2 separate regions of the Zea mays genome follow, and region 1 is linked to region 2. A link is a contact called in public Hi-C data. All regions are on one chromosome and are shown on one strand. The core of a region is the stretch at or near the end of the contact, and the rest is flanking DNA. Distances in the headings are between cores, read along the strand shown. Region 1 holds the start of LOC103632351 (F-box protein At1g47056). Region 2 holds the start of LOC100304031.

Region 1 (5,978 bases), core at 1,978-4,477, 180 kb before region 2:
GGCACTGGCCAAGGTTGGACGCGGCGCCCTCACTCCCTCAGCCAGCCGCAGCTCTGCTCTCCTCTCACCTCTCCTCATCCACAGCCGTCCGCCGCCCTCCTCTAATGAGCTGACCGCCGCTGTGCTCTCCTCTCTCCTCTCCTCCGCCAGCCGCCGCTCTCCTCTCCTCTCCTCAGCCAGGCAGCTAGCCGCTACTCTCTGGCGCCCACAGCAGCCCAGCCGCGCCCACAGCAGCCCAGCCGCGCCCACAGCAGCCCAGCCGGCAGCCGCTGCTCTCCTCAGCCAGCAGACCACAGCAGACCGCCCTCGGCCCTCCACGAACTCTGGCACTACGCCCACAGCAGACCATATTGACGAGGATGAGGAATATATTCTTGATGTGGAAGATGAAATTGAAGGAAGCAATAGTGAAAAAGATGGTGATGATCAAGGCGTGCTCATGGTCTTCATATTGATGAGTTCGATGATGGTTACTGATCATGCATAAAAGTTGTAACTTATGTGGTTGAACTTGTGTTGTTGAACTTGATCTGTTTCTTTTTAGCTATTTGGTTTGTGAACTCAACTTATGTATGAACTTATTCTATATTTGAATTTCTATGTCAAGTCTGAAAAGACGTTTTAACATTCATTTAAACGTTTAAAAGTTAAAAAGTTGGTTCATAACGTTTTACCGCTTTAATAACCAATCTTTACAGCATCTAATAAATTTCACTAACAAGCAAGACACAGGCAAGGTTATTGATATTCCACATATCATCTGAATGCTTCCTTACATTGATCCTCACACTGATCTGTAAAAATGAACACACAAGCATGCCCACTTTAGTGTCTGCAGATCAAATTTTTACTCCTCTCATGTTTCCCGTTTTTGCATCTTACTGTGCTACTATTGATTTAATTAATAACCCTGTTCTAGTTGCGCTAAAAGTAGACATCCCCTCTGAATCTACGATGTGTATGGACAATGGAATAACAAGGTAATTTGACTTCATATCCAAGGTCATTTCTTCCATAATCAATAGTTTATGAATGGAAAGAAAATAGATGTCAATGTAACTTCTGAACACAGACAAAGAACAAGTGGCACAAAAAATATTTCCTCCCTCAAAATTTCCTACCTGGAGTTTCTTTGCATGCATAACAATTGATACATAAGCATAGTGGTACTTATGTCATAAGCACAAAAGAATTTTCGACAATGGACAGTAATATCCAAGAAAAATCACACTTTTGAAATGATCTGATAGTCTTGTTTCCACATCATATTTTTCAGCCCAAACAATTGTTTCTAAGAAGATTACAGCATGCAATCGCATGAATCCCTGTTGCTAGGACAATTAATAATAAGTATGCTCCAACTGACAAGTCTAGCAATATATCTAAATTCTTTAACCGAAATCAGAATGACAAGCATGGTACCATCCACAACGACAAACAGTGATACAACAAATAACAGCACCAATTAATTGAACATACAAATATAAAAGAATTTAAAGGGCTCAAGGAATAACCATGTCATCCAATTTTCATGACTCGTGACTTGTAGAGCAGGCTCCACGCGGTTGTCTTTGAAATATGGAAACAGAAAAGCTCCTCAACATCAAAGCACCCATCAGTGCTTTCCATCTTGATGGCCTGCCACTGCTTCCACTCGAAAGGTCTGGTCCTATCCGATCATCCAAATCCTCGGGCAAAACATCACTGCCGGCATTGTCTAGCGCACCACTGTCATCCACACTCCGACCATCCTGCAACTCACCAGCTCCACCAGGTGTGTCAAAATTCACAGCAAGAGCTCCATTCCTGCTAGCCCGGAGGTGCTCAGCACACTCAGAGGTCACCCGACGGCACTTCTTCACCTTAACCTTGACAAGGCGTGGGCAGCCTTCAGCAAGCTTATTCATTCCTGCATCAGACACTGGACATGCCTTGATGCACAGCTTACGCAAAGCAGAACATTTGGAGGCGACACATGACATCTCTGCATCACCAAACGTGTCGGACCCACACAGTGCGAGCCGCTCTAAGGTGGGGCAGTTCGTTGCAATCAACTCAAGACTTAATGATGTCAAATTCACACCAATGAGGACCAGTTCCTGCAAGCTGGAACATTTCTGTGCAACAGCCGCAAGCCCCCGGTCACCAATCCTGTTTGCTTTCCAACCATCAACATGCAGCTTGCGGAGGCGTGGCGACTTAGCAGCAAGCTCAGCTAATCCGATATCAGTGACCTCAGGTGCCTTGGCAAGGTAGAGTACCTCGAGCCCATATAAGGCAGCTACACCCCAGTCACTGACCTGCAGCTTCTCGAGATGGAGCTCGGCTAGGAGAGAATCCCTTGGAACGTCCTGGAGCACGATATCCCAGTTACCCGCGCATCTGATAATCTTGAGGGTTTTGAGGTTTGGCGACTGAGTGATCAAACAGGAGAAGCACTGGCCGTTGTACAGATCCTTAAGCGATAGAGATTGAAGGCGTGGGCTGGAGACGGAGATGGGCTCTGACTCAGCGAGGCCACGGAGGCGCTTGACGGAGAGCTCCTCGAGGTGGAGGCACGAGCGGAGGACAGCCTCGATTCCCTTGGCCCCGAAGTCGCAGGATCCGACGGAGAGCTTGCGGAGGTTGGCGGCCGCGGCGGCGAGCGCGGCGACCCCATCGTCGGTGACCGCACGCAGGGAGCGGAGCTTGAGGCGCCGAAGGCCCGGGCCGAGGCGGTCCGCAACTTGCGCGAGGGCCGGGTCGCCCACGCTCTCGGCGCGGCGGTCGCACTTGAGCGCGAGCTTGGAGACGGCGGGGAAGCGCGCGAGGAGGCGGGGGAGGGCGGATTCGGCGAGCGGCGATGCCCTGGCGTCGATCGCGAGGCGGAAGCGGGAGGCGGCCTCTACGACCAGCCAGCGGCGGCAAACGAGGGAACATCGCTTGCGGTCGCCGGAGCCGAGAAGACCGAAGACGAGGGCGAGGAGCTCCTCAGGGAGGTCGGCGGTGTGATCCTCCCCGACGGCGTCGGCGATGGAAGAGAGGATCTGCGGCGGAACGGACAGCGCGGGCGACAGAGGCAGGGGCGGGGGCTTGCGGTGGCGCGGGGCGGAGAGGCACTGGCCCATGGGAACGGGCGGCGGCGGATCTGCCGAGGAAGGGGAGGAGGACCGGGGAGGAGAGGAGTGGTTGGGTGGACGGCTGGACGCTGCGGACGCCACCAAGGGATTCATCCCGATTAAATGCTACTGTCCTGTCCGTGGGCTAATTCCACGCCAGTTTCTTTTTTTTCTTTGTATTATTATTACTACTATTAATTACTTTATTTCTGTGGTTTGCCTGGCTAGTCGCGTGCGATTTGGGCTTGGGCAAAACAATGACATTAGCCATTGACGCCGCTACTCTTACGAATTCCATAATTACGATGGCAAATCCTTTTTTCTAAATTTCCCGTTTGATGAAAGCTTTGTTTGACCTTTTAATATAAAGGATACTATCAGAAAAATACTCTTGATGTTCCGAAAGAGCAAAATTAAAAATGCTTCCGTTTATAAATATATGATATTATTGACTTTAAAAAAATTAACCATTCATCTTATTCAAAATAATAATGACTTATTATTAGTTTATGCTTGATTTAAAATCTTATATTTTTAAATAAATAATGAATAAAACGAGTGGTCAAAGTTTTCGAAAAAAGTCAACAGTGTTATTTGTGAACGGAGGTAGTATCCTATACGCTTAAATTGTCTTAAATATGACTTTGAATATTTTGATTTTTTTGAATTTTTTAATAAGAGGCTTCGGTCAAATTTGATGTCGAAAAGTTAAGTGAATTATAAACGGGGACAAAGAGAGTATATCGTAGTGACAAATGTGGTTTACTCTGACTTTCTTCAGTGAATTGTGTAAAATAGGAGGCATGAAACCGTAGATGGCACTGTTTGCCGTTGTTTGTAGAGTGTCACACCCGGTCCTATGGGCAAAACCGAATACATAGCATATATGTGCCAGAATCTATTTATCACATATATATTGACGTCACAAGTGTAATATATCAAAAGACAATGTAATAAATGCGTAAAGAGTGTATAATAACTTTATTACATCATCCAGACATAAAAGCCTCAAATAGTATCATCATCAAAGTACGACGGATATAGCATGGGCAATCTTCCACAAGAAGATGACTCGCACATCGCTAGACTCAGTACTCGTCATCACCATCGTCACAGTCTTCCTCATCAGCTTCTAATCAAAATATTAGCAAGGGGTGAGCTTATTTATGGTGGGGGCTCAGTAAGTGGGAGAAGTTATACAAGGTTTACAAGGTAGGCTATGGATAATCGGTAAGCATTTTAGTTGGTCAATATTTTATTAACAACGCCTATCTTACTAATTGTAAGTGTATCTTAAAATATCTCAATTAATCATAAGCATATGATTATATCAAAAACATTTAAGTGAAACCACTTAAGCAAAACATTTATAAATCATCGGATCACGATTTGTTCTCCATCTTTAAGTTCAGTTATCATGTGAGGGTCCAGGTTGCACTTAACCGTGAGCACGGCTCACATATCATTTTACACTCTGCAGATGTGGTACAACTTTATCTACAAGCCATGTATCCCATCTAGCCTAGGTTGTACGGACACATAAACACTGCCGAGGTGAATGGCTAGGGATCCATTATGAGGCTTCCACAAAATATTCTTAGTACATAGCCATCCACTAAGGTTTCCACATCAGTATTGAAGGCCCTCTAGGCGAGGTAACTTAGCCAAGACTACCACCCTATGTTAATATGAGCTGCCACCAAACCACTTTCATCCCCTCTTGCCCATCTTTTAGGTAGGGTTGCTAAGCACTATGTCTATAAAGCTATTTACCAAAGCCAGAGCCATGATAGCACTCGTGGTTGCACTGTTATCCTGGGTGGTCACTCCATGTTTCATTTAATATCCATGTTTCATTTAATATGAAATGATCTTGCTTAACCATCGGGTTAGCATTATAATACAAATCTCATTTCTGAAACAATAGTATCATTAAAGAGTGACATCATAATTATCAAGTTGAGTAGTAGCACAAATTGTTAAGCATAGTATTTATCCCAGGGTAATCAAGGAATAGGGTTGTATTTCTAGGAAATCCTATTTAGGCAAATTCCATCAAATTTATGCAAATATCCAAATGTAAACATTATTATATGCATTATTTGGATACAAACAGAAATGCAGAGGGAGAATTCACTTGTCTTGCTCAAAGGCGTCTTGTAGATCGTCTTCAAACATATTTTGGTCTTCTACCACGAATTCAGCTTTTAATATAGATTCACATATCGTACATACAAAAGAAAATATTCACCAAATAAATAAACATACATCATTACATGAATAACATACACCATTACATGAATAAACATACACCATTACATGAATAGACATATACCGAACAAACCATACTTATAAAAATATCTAGAATAAACTTAATTTGTAATCATTTCATTAGTCTACTCGTATTGACATCCATTTGCTACAACATAAAATATAAGCGCTACTTTTGATTGTCACTAGTGAAAGTTATATGGAATTTCGACTACAAAAGTATTTTACATAACATAGCTTGGATGAAATGATTTAATCAGTTCCATGGAAATAAATTAATTATTAATCAATTATCTATACCATAAATGTATGTATATTTTTAGTTTTATCTTTTCTTTCTAAAAGAAAATGTCATCTTAATAACCATAGGTCAAATAATTTCAATAATAAATTAAACCACTGATTGGACTACAATGTTTGAATTATTATGAACACTGGTATTACTTATATTACCCTTACACTAATAAAGTTTCTATTATTTATTTAGTATATCTAAATTAAGTATATGAACCTATGAGTTTAAACTTCTTGACAAATTCTAAAATTCATTATAAACAAAGTTAATTGTGAAATTACTCATCTAGTGTTTTCATCAATAACACGTGATCT
Region 2 (6,179 bases), core at 2,580-5,079:
GAGAGGAGCCAGTGTGTTCTCAAAGATAGATTTGAGGTCAGGTTATCATCTGCTTAGGATCCGGCCTTCGGACATATTGAAGACGGCATTCATCACCAAGTATGGGCTTTATGAGTACACAATCATGTCCTTCGGTCTGACGAATGCACCCGCTTTCTTCATGTATTTGATGAACAGTGTGTTCCTGGACTATCTTGACAAGTTTGTGGTAGTGTTCATCGATGATATCCTCATATATTCTTAGAATGAGGAAAAACACGAAGAGCATTTGAGGATGGTTTTACAACGGTTACGTGATTGTCAGTTGTATGCCAAACTGAGCAAATGTGAGTTCTAGATCAGCGAAGTCCTATTCTTGGGTCATATCATAAACCGAGACAGACTAGTTATGGATCCAAAGAAGGTGGCAGATATTCTGGACTCGAAAGCACCAAGAGATGTCCGTGGGATCAAGAGTTTCATTGGAATGGCCGGATACTATCGGTGTTTTATTGAAGGTTTCTCCAAGATTGCAGACCAATAATAGCCCTACTGGCAAAGAAAGTTGAGTTCAAGTGGACCCCAGAGTGCCAAGAGTCTTTTGAAGCATTGAAGAATAAGTTGACTACAACACCTGTGTTTTTCCTGCCTGATGTTCACAAGCCATTCTCAGTATATTGTGATACTTCGTACACTGATCTGAGATGTGTGCTAATGCAAGAAGGGAGAGTGGTGGCGTACTCGTGTCGGAAGTTGAAGATTCATGAGAGAAATTACCCCACACATGACCTGGAATTGACAGCAGTGGTTCATGCATTGAAGACCTGGAGGCACTATTTATATGGGTTTAGGGTTTACACAGACCACAAGAGTCTTAATTTATATATTCACCCAATTAGAGTTAAACATGAGGCAGCGAAGATGACTGGAGTTGATCAAAGACTATGAGCTGGAGATACATTATCACCAGGTAAACTAATGTGGTAGCATATGCTTTGAGCAGAAAGAGTCAAGTCAACATGATGGTCGCTTGCCCGATGCCATATGAACTAGCAAAGGAATTCGACAGTCTGAGTCTCGGATTTCTGAATAGCACTTAGGGAGTGATAGTTGAGCTGGAATCCACTCTAGAACGAGATACAAGGATGGGTAGAAAAGTGTTGAGAAGATCAATGAGATTCAGCAGCTAATCCTAGACGGAAAAGGTAAAGACTTCCGGGAATACGCAGATGGCGTAGTATGGTTCAAAGATAGGCTATGTGTGTCCGACATCAAATCGATTCGGGAGTTGATTCTTGTCACACCCAGATTTAAGGGGTAAAGCCGAGTGCGTCTCATATGTGCGCCAAAAAAGAACATCACATATAATGACAAAGTGTATAGAGATAAATGTCACAAATATCATTATTACATAGCGGAAGTCTTAAAAAATAAATGAGAATAATAAAGCAAACTAAGCATTATTCATTGGCACCATAAAGCTGACTGGGAGACGCCACCTAGATAAGCTCGTACTCCTCATTATAGGCCTCCTCCTGGACTACCTGCTCTTCACCTATGGGGGGTTATATATCGCAAGGGTGAGCTCACAAAAGATCATAGTTCAACAAGGTGTGGGGAATAATGTGCATGAATTCACCAAAGGTGGGAGCTCATGTGAAGTGTAAGGCTGATCAACAAATAATGGTTAAAGCTAAGCATTGCTTTTAATAAGTTGGTCAAATTTTATTAGCAGTTACTAAATGTAAGTAGATACCAAACCAGAGTAGTAATAGATAAAAATTAATAATAAAACCACAATGCGATGCAAATGACAAATTGAGTTTAATTCCATAAATTAATCATGCGAGAGTCCTAAGCTGCTCATGACTGCGAGCACGACTAGTATACCAGTTTTACACTCTGCAGAGGTTGTACCCTTTACCCACAAGTCATGTCACCCGCTTGCCAAGGGGTCTAGAAGTCCCATTCATCTCTACCGAGGAGACGAGGCAGGGTAACATTACGAGGCCTTTACAAAGTTCCACTAGCTTAAGAAAACCCGCTACAGTTTCTAGGGAGCGCAATGCAGGAATCCCCCGTCCGACCGCCATCGTAGCAAAATCAACCCGAGAACCTCCCTACACTGAGAACTCCCCTACTGCCTTGCCCCTTTCGGGTAAGGTAGTCCTCCACTAGCTTTTCTAATTAGTCAGCCAAGGGCGTCCCATTCCAGCCTTGTGGTGGCACATGTTTCTCAAGTTAAGCTCCATGTTCCAATTAACATAATAGTCTTATCATGAACAAAATAGAACAATAATAATAAATAATGACCATGTGTAATAGTTATCTCAACACCCAAAACCACATATAGCAATAGCCAAGCTACTCAAAAGTTTAGGGGTAAACAAGGTGTAAAGATGACCAAACTAGGGTGACCTATTGGGTCCCATGAAAATTAAGCCTATGCATGACAAAATGATTATAGAGAACATTATTGGAAAAATAAAAGTGGTGAAGGGCACAACTTGCCTTCAATGAGCTCCTGCTCAGCAATTTCCACCTACTGAACACCTGGGTCCTCGGTCACTTGTTCGTCTACTCGAAGCAATACAAACAAACATGGTATAGGAGAAATTAACATCACACCAATCATGAGAATAGAATACATAATAGTAATTTACGCATCGTAATGAGATTGTAGGTTCGAGAATCGCTAAATTTAGAGTTACGGATATCAAGTTATGATTTTTCTGAAGTCTGTATGTGTTTGGTACACGAATAACTAAGTGATACATTTTAATCTAGGTTTCATGCTAAAACAGAGTTAGCAAGTGATAAACAATATTAATACCAAATTAATGCAACTAGAATGGGTTAAAAAGGAGTGGAAATGAATTTTCTATGGATTAAACAAGTTCCTGGAATTAATTTTGTACTAAAAATCAATTTCTGTATCCATTTATTCGGTTTACTTATTCCCTGGGACGACGTCCATAATTACTGGAAAGATTAGTGGTTAAAACACTAAAAACAGGACCTAAAAGTAATACTCCTAAAGCTAAGGCGGACTGTGGGTTGAATCGGTGAAACTACAGGGGCTCTTACACAATTAGGGCGCAGCGAAGGGGTATGGATCAATTTCGGTCGTCCGATCAGAACTGAGCGCTTAGGATTAAACGTTATATAAAGTGAACCGGTATGGAACCAGCGTCGTTTGATCTCAACGCGACGCTCCGGATTAAACCCACGCGTTAAGTAATAGGTAACTCGCCCCGATCGTTAGATCCGATCTCAACGGATGAGGGACGACCACGGCCCGACCTTGATCTAAGACATTCATTACCGCATCAATGCTCTAGATCTAATTGAGTGAACTGGTATGTCATGATCTAATCATGACCGTCCGTGATGGATCCTATGGAGCACGTGATCTCTCTGTTTCCCCCTTCTCTCAGATGTCGCCATGGCGGCACCGACCGCGCTATGGCGGCGATCATGCCAGCGAGTGACCCAGTCGAGCGCAAGCTCCAAATTGAGATACGCAACACGTTGATAAGGACATGGTGAGCACGGGGGAGGTTTGCATACCGAGGGTTACGCAGAGCCGAGTACTGCCTGCGGGAGTCCGAGTACCGCGACGGACCTTGATGCTCCGGCAAACAATTTCTCCGGCGTCCAGAGTCTTCCTCGTTCGAGGAGTCGGGTGTGCGTGATTCTCGCACGACGACAAACCCGTCGAGGCCCCTCCCATTCACTGACTGCTGGCAACACCGGAATTCAAGTGCGACGGACACATCCCTCCTCTCGGCTACCGGCGAACTTCACACCCACACCTGGTTGAACGTGGCACTCGGATGGGTTATGGGAGAGGAAGCACGGGAGTTTGATCCACCTTTGTAGCCGGGACGAGGTGGTCCAAGGGCAGCTAGAATCCTGGGGCGGCGCAACAACTCGACCGCGAAGTCCGCTCGGGAAGAGAACAGGGGACATGAGGGCCCCACGTGTCAGAGAGAGAAAGTGGTTGGTGCGCGCACGCGTGTGGCTACTAGTGGGCCCCACTTGTCAGTTGGCTCACGCGTGCGAATGAAAGGAAGTGGTGGCTGCAGACCAGTAGCCCCCGGTTGTCACAGCGCTGGCGCGAAGAAAAGGAGGGCCGCGCGGGAGTTCATTAGTGGGCTGGCGCAAATCGGCCCAAGCGCAGTTTTCATTTTTTTCTTTTTTTCCTTTTCTGTTTTCTTTTCTTTTTATTTTTAGAGTTCAAATTTTAATTAAAACTTGGTTGTGAACTTGTACTTAGATTAAATGTACAAATTGAACATACCAATAAGGAAGGAATTTATTTATTTATATATTTATTTTGTATTGTGTAGTAATTTTTTTCTCTTTCCCTTTCTATGTTATTTCCAACTTTTAAATTGCAAATTAGGTTAAATCCTAATTTGGACACTAATATATATCCATTAATATTATTACTATTAGTTATAAATGCACAAACAAATAACCTCCAACATGATGCATAGATTATTTTAGGCGTCATTAGTTAATTATTCACTTTAAATATAGTTATTCACATGTTCCAATAAGGGGAGGACAACACATATATGAAGATTACTCTCACTTTTATTATCACCACCAGTTGGGTATTACAATTCTCAAGGAAGCCCACGAAATGGCCTATTTCATACACCCTGACAGCGAGAAAATGTACCAAGACCTGAAGAAAAGATTCTGGTAGTACGGTATGAAAAGGGAGATCGCGGAGTATGTTGCCATATGTGATAGTTGTCAGAGAATTAAGGCGGAGCATCAAAGGCCCGCAGATTTGTTGCAGCCATTGCAGATTCCTAAATGGAAGTGGGATGACATTGGGATGGACTTTATAGTCAGTTTGCCTCGCACTCGAGCCGGTTATGACTCCATCTAGGTATTAGTGGATAGCTTAGCAAAGGCGGCTCATTTCGTACCAGTCAAGACTAGCTAAAGCACTACAATGTTGGTAGAGTTATACATGTCTCGGATTGTATGCTTACATGGTGTTCCGAAGAAGATAGTGTCCGACTAGGGAACCTAGTTTACTCCTCACTTTTGGCAACAATTGCATGAAGCCTTGGGTACCCATTTGAATTTCAGTTCAGCTTATGACCCGTAGACAGATGGTTATACCGAGAGAACCAACCAGATCCTAGAAGACATGTTGAGGGCTTGTGCTTTGCAGGACAAGTCAGGTTGGGATAAGAGGTTACCTTATGTAGAATTCTCATACAACAATAGTCATCAGGCCAATTTGAAGATGTCACTGTTCCAAGCACTCTATGGGAGGAATTGTTGAACTCTATTGCACTGGGACCAACCCGGCAAAAGGCAGGTATTCGGTCCAGACATTTTTCTTGAAGCCAAAGAGAATATCGGAATGGTTCAGGAGAACATGAAGACAGCGCAGTCCAGGTAACAAAGTTATGTCGACACCAGAAGAACATAGTTGAGTTTCGAAGTGGGAGATTATGTTTACCTCAAGGTGTCACCAATCAGAGTAGTTAGAAGGTTCGGAGTCAAGAGCAAATTAGCACCTCGATACATTGGACCGTACCAGATTAAGTCAAGACGTGGAGTAGTGGCATATCAGCTCAACCTACCAGAAAGTCTGTCAATAGTGCATGATGTGTTCCACGTCTCTCAGCTGAGAAATGTTTGCAAGTGCTAGAAGAGCAATTGCCAACTGAAGATCACGAAGTTCAAGAGGACCTGCCATATATCGAGAAGCCAACGCAGATTCTGGAGATAGCAGACAGAGTCACTCGAAGGAGCATCATCAGAATGTGCAAAGTCAAGTGGGGCCACCATTCAGAGGAAGAAGCAACCTGGAAAGAGAGGATGATCTGAAAGCCAAGTATCCCGAGCTCTTTGCTAGCCAACCCTGAATCTCGAGGGCAAGATTCTATTTAAGGGGGATAGGTTTGTAACACCCTGAATTTGGGGGTATAAAATTTCTTCTCTAAATATACCAAATTCACCTTGGTAGTGTTTGAGGGCTTGATCGACCTGAGGCAAAAAGGGATCACGACTCGTGGGTAAAGTGTGCAACCTCTACAGAGTGTTAGAAACTGGTATATCAGTCGTGCTCACGGTTATGAGCAGCCTTGGGAGCTCTTTTGATTACAGTTACTCTGCATGTTTTTTATGATGATGCTTAATGATAATGATTATATTTATGGTATTTG

Evidence for each region. A called contact is a pair of places that touch in the nucleus more often than the background predicts.
Region 1: a contact with region 2 is called in a Hi-C map of leaf, with 2.6 times the contacts expected there. The contact joins the promoter of LOC103632351 here to the promoter of LOC100304031 in region 2. A contact is called at or near these places in 6 of 25 Hi-C or Micro-C datasets (ear, leaf, leaf mesophyll and 1 more) and 1 of 3 datasets of contacts at active chromatin or transcription factors (leaf).

What each region holds. Positions count from the first base shown.
Region 1 is chr7:49,778,284-49,784,261 of Zm-B73-REFERENCE-NAM-5.0, reverse strand. LOC103632351 (F-box protein At1g47056) reads right to left here and starts at 3,227. Exons shown (of 1, transcript XM_008654167.3): 1 at 1,215-3,227. The coding sequence starts at 3,212. The coding sequence ends at 1,530.
Region 2 is chr7:49,597,293-49,603,471 of Zm-B73-REFERENCE-NAM-5.0, reverse strand. LOC100304031 reads right to left here and starts at 3,829. Exons shown (of 3, transcript NM_001364710.1): 1 at 3,550-3,829; 2 at 2,491-2,556; 3 at 1,345-1,534. The coding sequence starts at 3,712. The coding sequence ends at 2,522.